Regions from separate parts of the Mus musculus genome. Here region 1 is linked to region 2. Evidence: chromatin contacts called from public Hi-C data. All regions are on one chromosome and are shown on one strand. The core of a region is the stretch at or near the end of the contact, and the rest is flanking DNA. Distances in the headings are between cores, read along the strand shown. Region 1 has its middle 41 kb from the start of Gm38808. Region 2 has its middle 6.9 kb from the start of Gm32328.

Region 1 (3,687 bases), core at 1,064-3,563, 450 kb before region 2:
TGCAACAGGCAGCATGTTTTATTATCTGTTGATTCTAATTATAAATTTAATCTATACTAAGATTTAGCATTCAGTTTAAGATTTCAAACCCTGTCAGAGTTTTGGATAGCAAAACATATATTTGATAGTAAAATGAGATTCAGGACTTAGTTGTGGTCTTCCATTTGAAGAGAACATAGCATCATATTACATCATATATAAATTGTCAGAACTGTACTGAGCTCAGAGAGTATACCTAGTTTGCTATATAGTTTTTTTGTGTGTCCCTTGTATCTCATTAATAAGCCTATGAAACATTGTATCTAGTTTTTGAATGTACAAACTGAGAACCAGAGAGATGAAGGTACTCGTTCAAGCTTACAGAGCTTCTAAGTGGATAATTCTTGACATATTGTTCTCTTTATTAAAGATCATTAGTATAGTCACAGTTTATTGAGTATTTTCTAGATGGCAATGATTTAAGCTTTTTTTTTTGCACATGGGGATATTTCACACAGGCATCGGAGGAAATAGTATACATATTTCCCCCAAAGGACATGGAAGATTCCCAAGGTTAAGCAAACGTTTTAAAGTTGCACATCTGGTTATCGACTGCATAGGGCTTGAGCATTCCAGCATTCAAATGCAAAGCATTTTTCTTTGTTTGTCTCACAAGGGAGAGCCCAGTGCATTCCCGCAGGGCAGAACTTTTAGAACAACTTAGGAGTTTTCATTACACTCTTGAAGAACAGCATTTTTCTCCCTCTTTCTTCAGCTTTCTCCCTTAACTTATTAAATCACAATAAATACCAAAGCAAAGCACCTAAAATAGGAACACTATTTTTATGAATGCTGAAATATTATATAGGAGGCAGGCTCAGTCTGAAGCACTGAGTCTGAAGATGAAATATAGGTCTTTATGATTCTCTTCAAATGTTTGATATTATTTAATGTCCCCTGAGCACTAGGTGTAGGGGTTGTATTGTAGATGTATTATTGAGGTGGGCTCCCCACAGTTAGTTGTTCTCTGCATTTGGCTTTCTGTGAAGGTCTTTTCTGAAATTAAAAAAAAAAAGCTTCTTTGGTAAAGGATGGACGATAACTTTATCTGTAGGTTTGGGCACAGGTACTTAGAGTGGCTGGAGAGATGGCTCAGTGGTTAAGAGCACTGACTGCTTTTCCAGAGGTCCTGAGTTCAATTCCCAGCAACCACATGGTGGCTTAAAACCATCTGTAATGAGATCTGATGCTCTCTTCTGGTTCATCTGAAGAGAGCAACAGTGTACTCACATACATAAAATAAATAAATCTTAAAAAAAAGGAAAAAGGATGCAGTTAGAGATCACACTGGTTTAGGGAAGCAGCAGTAGTATGCTCTTCTCTAGGGTCTATGGCCTCAGCAGCCAGAAGTAGTTGGTTAGGGCTAGGCATGGATTTCCCTCTATTGAGAGAGCCTTAAGTCCAACTAGACAGCTGATGGCTATCCCCAGGATCTAATGCTACCATTGCATCTCTGGGGATATCTTGCTCTGCTGGTTATTGTGGTTTGTAGCTGTCACTATCGATGGCTTTTCTTCCTTGGCAGTTTTCACAGCTCCTTATGGTACTAGGAGAGCTAGCCCTTGTGAGGAAGATTCCAGGATAGTCCCAGCTCAATTCCTCCAAGGCCTGTGTCTGGGGCATAGGGAATCTGGAGCAATAGAGTCTTACCTGAAGTTTCTGGGAGGTAACCAAAGGGAATAGCTTATAATGTTTTGGGAGGTCTCCCGGATTTCCTGACAGTGGGGGCTTTGCTAGACAGTCTATGTCTTTTGGGGAGGAGCATTGTCTCTTCAAGTGGGGTAACTACAATTTCATATATATCTCACACACCACACGCGTGTGCGCACGTGCACACACACATGTCACACACATGTAAATTTAAGTTAAAATTTGATTTGTTTAAATATCCAACTACTAGCATATCTATATAAACTTTCACTGCTTGGTAGGTATACCTTCTTCAGGCTTCTGTAGAAACCTGTATTGATAGGTGACTGGGCAGCAATTGCTTTTCATAGCGATTAAGCATGCATCTAAGTGAATTCAAAACGAAGGGTTGGCTTTGTTTATCTGCTTTCTTTCCATTTCTAAATACTGAGCCAAAATCAAGACACTGGGCATGAGAGTTTATGAAAGTCTGATCCTGCTGTCCAAGATTTGCTTGGCCAGCCCTTGAAAGCCTGAAGCATTTAATATGTATCAGTCAAAACACACAGGAACCCTGGGAAAGGTGGAAGTCTGCCTGCACAGCTGCTCTGCAGAAGCGGGTGGAGTTGGTATCACATGACGGGGTTCTCATCCTAGCTGAATGCTAGTTAAGCATGGCCGTCCTTCTTCAGGGAGGCTCTTCTGGTCTGTGGCAGCTTGAAGATGTGGGAATACCACATTACTTACATTCCTCTGACTTTTGTTCTGACTTTTATTTACTCTGGCTTTGTCTAGGACCAGAGCTGTCAACAGCTTCCTTTTTTATGTTCATCTTCTTCCCTAGCCAAGGATAGATCATGACGGATTTCAACTCCCAAGTGCCTATGTTTGGCTAGGAAATAGCAGTAGGCTATGGTTTAATCACCCCCAAAGCCTCATTTTAGGGATGCGAAGCAAAATATTATCTGGGTCCTTCTCTTAGAATTTCCTGGCTCCTAGTGGTTTTGGGTCATGGACAGAGACTGGCATCCCATTCAGGCTGTTTTCTGAAGTGGGAAGTTGATGATTTTGCTTATCATCACTGTCAGTAATGTGGCATTCTGGGTACTCTCCCACTCAAATGTCAAAGCATTGGGTTCTTGTTTCTCGTGCTCTGAGTGCTTCTGAGACGTTGGATAATACCACATCATCTAGAGACTCAGGGGGAAGGGTCATCTGAATAGAGGAAAGAACCCAGTGGTCTGGACAGGGTATGTACTTAGCACAGCAATGACGCAGCATTTCTGCTTCACAGATCCCAGTGAGCAACATCAGCGCCTGGGAGCTCTGCGTTCATCGAACACAGAACCCATTGCTGACTTGGCAAAGGAGGTCTTTCGATGTTGAAGAAGTAAATGCTTCAACAAGTTCATATAGGGTTTCAATTAATAAGATTTCCATTGAAATACTTTGTATGACATCCACTCATACATGCAGATCCTGTTGGTGGGGGCGAGGTGGGCAGGCAAACAGCCATGGTTTTGAAAACAAACTCCAGAAGCAGACATCCCGGCTTCATACCCTGGAACTTGCTACTTAACAGCCCTTCAACCTTAGATACATTCCCTGCCTGAATTTGTCCACTCGCAAAATGAAAACAAGATGTGTGTTACAAGATCGTTTTGAAAAGCAAACAAACAAAGGAACCTCTTGGCAATCAGAATTCCCTTAGCAACCACTGTCCTTATCATGGATGCACCATGCCTGTTTGTGCAGTTACTAATGCCTAAGGACGGCCCCTCCCCGGCAATAGTTGATCAGACACTGAAACAGTGAAAATGCAGACACAGAGGAGCACATCTCACAGTGATCCCATACAGAATGGTGTGGAATCTGTCATATGTCATCAGTGACTTTGAGATGCCAATGGGAGAGTCTGGGGCTATCCTAGAAGACAAGGCTCTGTGCTTCCGTAGTCAAGGAGCTTCCGAGAGTAGTGTCTCCTCCCCATCAAATGCTCATTGAATCCCTTCTGCCTCT
Region 2 (3,469 bases), core at 532-3,031:
TCCTCTCCTCCGTATTTATTTACCGTGCATTCACAGACTGGAATGCTTTTGTTTGCACATTTCTCCTCACATAAACACTTTTTTTTTAACGGAAAAAAAATCTGTAGGGCCTGTGAAGAAGTCATGGACAGTTTTAAATTTAGAAATTCGTAAAGCCAAACACTTAGATTCTCGACTAGATCTTCCAGGAATATTGTAATTTAAAACATGCCCAGCTTCACAAGGCGTTTATTATTGCCCTAAAATACGTGCAGGAAGGAATCCGCGGCCGGCCGGAGTGAGGAAACAATCCGGGCCTCTCGCTTCCAGACGCTGGAATTTGGATGCAAGCGGGCAGCGGCCCAGCGGCTGCAGCTGCAGACACCGGCCCTCGCCTCTCAAGAATTTTGTAGCAGGCGTTAACAGGCATCTACACAAACCGGGTTTGATCCTTCTGTATAAAGCCGGTCCTGGAATGATTTCCAAATTTTCCACTCAGTAGTGAGCGGACTTGTCCTTCCGCGGTTTTGTCTTTTTGTTTGTACGTATGTTTGGGGATGGGGCGGGTAGTTTTGTTTGTTTATTTGTTTGTTTGGTTTTTTTTCTGTCACTATTCTTTAGTGGCTGCACTTTTCTAATTTTCTTCCTTTACGTATTTTTTTCCTCTTTATTTATTTTTTTTCCTTCCACCCAAGCACTCTTACAGTGTGTCTTTTTCTCGGGCCTCTTCGATTACAAGCCGCTTAGAGAGCTGTGGCAGATGTGTTTGTGAGAAGCCACACAGGGCTGGAGTGATGCTGGCTATTAGTGGAGTGCCTAGGACTACGATACCTGGGACATTGAGGGCTTGAATTGTGTGCTTTTCCGGAAATGCACGAATAACACGGCTATAAAAATAAACTTCTGGCGATTTTAAGTGGATTCCTAGAGGAAAGCAAGCCTCCTATTTCTCTTTACTCCCTACCAACAGTTAGCCTGGTGAAGACCGTCCTCAGTGAATCCCTTCCAGGCCCTCCTAGAGGATCTGTGGAGGACCGGGCACAACAATCTGACTCAGCGGGAAATGCCTGCAGCTAGGACTGCACCCCACCAGTGTCAGCACCCACCACCTCGCCATAGGTCTCTTTCACCTTAGCTCTCTTCCTTCTCCTTACACCTCATTTCTTTCTTTCTCTCCCCCCCTTCCTTTCTCTCTCTCTCTCTCTCTCTCTCTCTTTCTCTCTCCATCCCTCTCCCTCTTTCTTTTTTCTATGTGTCTCTGTCTCTGTGTGTCTCTGTCTCTGTGTGTCTCTGACTGGCTCACTCATCCACGCACGCGCACTTGTTTCCCCCTGGCTGTCAATCACACCCGCACACCCTAGAACGCTTGCGCACTGGAAAAATCCAGCCTCCCACCAACCCCACGCCCTTTCTACTCGTCACCCTGCCATATTGACCAATAAGAGCATGGATCTGGGGGCGGACTTCGAGAAATAAACCAATGAGAGAGCGATTGGAAGCTAAGGCTCAAGAGAAGTAAATCCTTCGTGGTCCGCATTGAGTCGCTTGGGCGATGATTTATGCGCCCCTTTTATTATTTGTAACACTTTGGGAAGTTATTAAGAGGAAGATCTACTGCTTCCTCTTTTGGGGGTGGAACTGGATAGTAATATTTGTCACTGGCGGGTTTTAGGGTAGAGTGGTGCGAGGTGGAAGGCCGTCGGAGACTGGTTTGTTTTGTGGGTACTGTTTTTCATTACACGACAGATTACCCTTTTCATTACAAGCTGTAGACAGGGCCAACTTCGAAGGTCTTCTTGGCTGAATGATCTTGGATTACTCAGAGAGCTGAAACCTGATGCCTTTTGACTTGCCTGTCTATACCCCCGGCACTAGAAGGAGCCATTTGGGGAAGATGTTGCAACCTCTAGTTGCAAGAGAAAGTAAACAGACTCCCCTCACTCAGGTCCCCTCCCGAGCACCGAGCAAATCTCCTTGTGCTTTTCCCGCCTGGATGCTCATTAAGTCTTAGTTGACTCTGAGGCGGATGCAATAAAACATGGATGGTTTCAGAACCCCAAACAAACCGAGTTTCTGTTTTACTCTCAGCCGGACCACACCCCCTGCCTCTCCACTCTCCCCCCACCCCCACCCCCCCAAGGAAATTGCATTTTCAACTAGCGCCTCCGGGAAAGAACTGCGGGAGACGATTCCGCTCGGAAGCTTGAATGTCGGGGAGGGGGGAATAAAGAGCAGCGTGGAAAGAGCACCCCACAGTCCCGGGCCCTGGAAGACTGGAGAGCTAAGAGGACCATCCAGGAATCCGCACTACCCGGAGGTGTGATGAGCTAAGCGAAGTTAGCACTCGCCCAGAGATGAAGGCCAAGCACCTCAACCTAGCCCTCTTCCCGGGAAGGCCAGCCTCCCTGGGGGACTAGGCTAAGGGCTTTGGATGGGAAGAAAGTGCCAAAGAAAAGAAGAGTTACAGATTTGCTACCTCTGATCTCCCAAACAGAAAGTGGATGTTCAAACGTTAAACACTATTCCCGGAGGACAGGGATGGGGGAGGGGTCTTTCTGTTTCTAGACCACTGACAGGAACTCGGTAGCTAGTGTCAAAAGATTTCTATTTGAAATTAAGAAAAACAATGCAAAAGGGCTTGTTAGGGCATAGGCGAGGGGAGAAGAGACAACCGGAGTAGGAGGAGAGCGATGGAAGGAACAGGAACTGTTTGATCCTGGGAGTGGACGGGAGGAAAACAAAACAACGCACTTCAAAGCTCGGGGCCTAATCCTCCTCAGGTTAATTTCTGCTTCCTAAAACGTTGATAAGCACCATAAATCACTCGACCAACCCCCACCTCGCTGATCTTGCCCGGAGGGTACTCTCCCCCTGGTCTGCCCCCAGGGGCTCGATGAGTCTCCTGTGCTCAGACCTGGGCCTCCAGGGTGGGAGACATTCCTGGGTTTTGGGCTGCGGGATGAGTGCACGGGAATCAGCAGACAGAAAGGTGCTGGAAGAGGTGCGGGCCTGACCTTGGAGGAAGTGGAGTGCAGATGCATTCTGTCTGACCCTGGGGGTTGTCTGTCTGGCGCGCTGTTTGAAGGAGGTTACAGCTTGTTTAAAGATTTGCAAAACTGAGGAGCCGCAAAGATTAGAAATGCCAGCCTGAGATTTATCAAATGACTTCCGGTAGCAGAGCCGGGTTTAAACCCAGGCGGGCTTGCGTCTCCTGATGGCGAATTCTGGACCTGGGCCACTGTGCAGGACTGGCCAGGTGCGCGAGGAGGAACACAGAAGCGATGGGGCCAGAAAAGGGTCTGCCTTAGGTCCCCAGGGGGCTCACTTTAAGTCCCAGTCTTAGCTGTGTCAAGCTAAGTGAATGTCAAGCCAAAACCTCTCCACAGGCCTTTCTGAGCAGAGCGCCTCTCATCCACCCGCGCCGCTGTCTGCAAATGAACCAAATACCTTGAAATTGATAGATGCTAGGGGTGTTGTCCCTGAATTCCCC

Evidence for each region. Hi-C and Micro-C count contacts between places; a contact is called where the count stands out from the background.
Region 1: a contact with region 2 is called in a Hi-C map of the 3T3-L1 cell line, with 7 times the contacts expected there. The contact joins two enhancer-like sites. A contact is called at or near these places in 1 of 39 promoter capture datasets (the 3T3-L1 cell line), 1 of 15 datasets of contacts at CTCF or cohesin (the NIH/3T3 cell line), 3 of 484 Hi-C or Micro-C datasets (the 3T3-L1 cell line, adipose-derived mesenchymal stem cells and embryonic fibroblasts) and 16 of 115 datasets of contacts at active chromatin or transcription factors (the 230-238 cell line, the NIH/3T3 cell line, astrocytes and 10 more).

The regions. Positions count from the first base shown.
Region 1 is chr6:50,718,203-50,721,889 of GRCm38.p6, forward strand. No RefSeq gene overlaps it. Among named protein-coding and RNA genes, the nearest start is that of Gm38808, 41 kb to the left of the region's middle. Within about 2 kb of position 2,314, at least 37 of the 459 cell types and tissues checked have an H3K27ac peak or open chromatin away from gene starts, as enhancers often do.
Region 2 is chr6:51,171,655-51,175,123 of GRCm38.p6, forward strand. No RefSeq gene overlaps it. Among named protein-coding and RNA genes, the nearest start is that of Gm32328, 6.9 kb to the left of the region's middle. Within about 2 kb of position 1,782, at least 182 of the 459 cell types and tissues checked have an H3K27ac peak or open chromatin away from gene starts, as enhancers often do.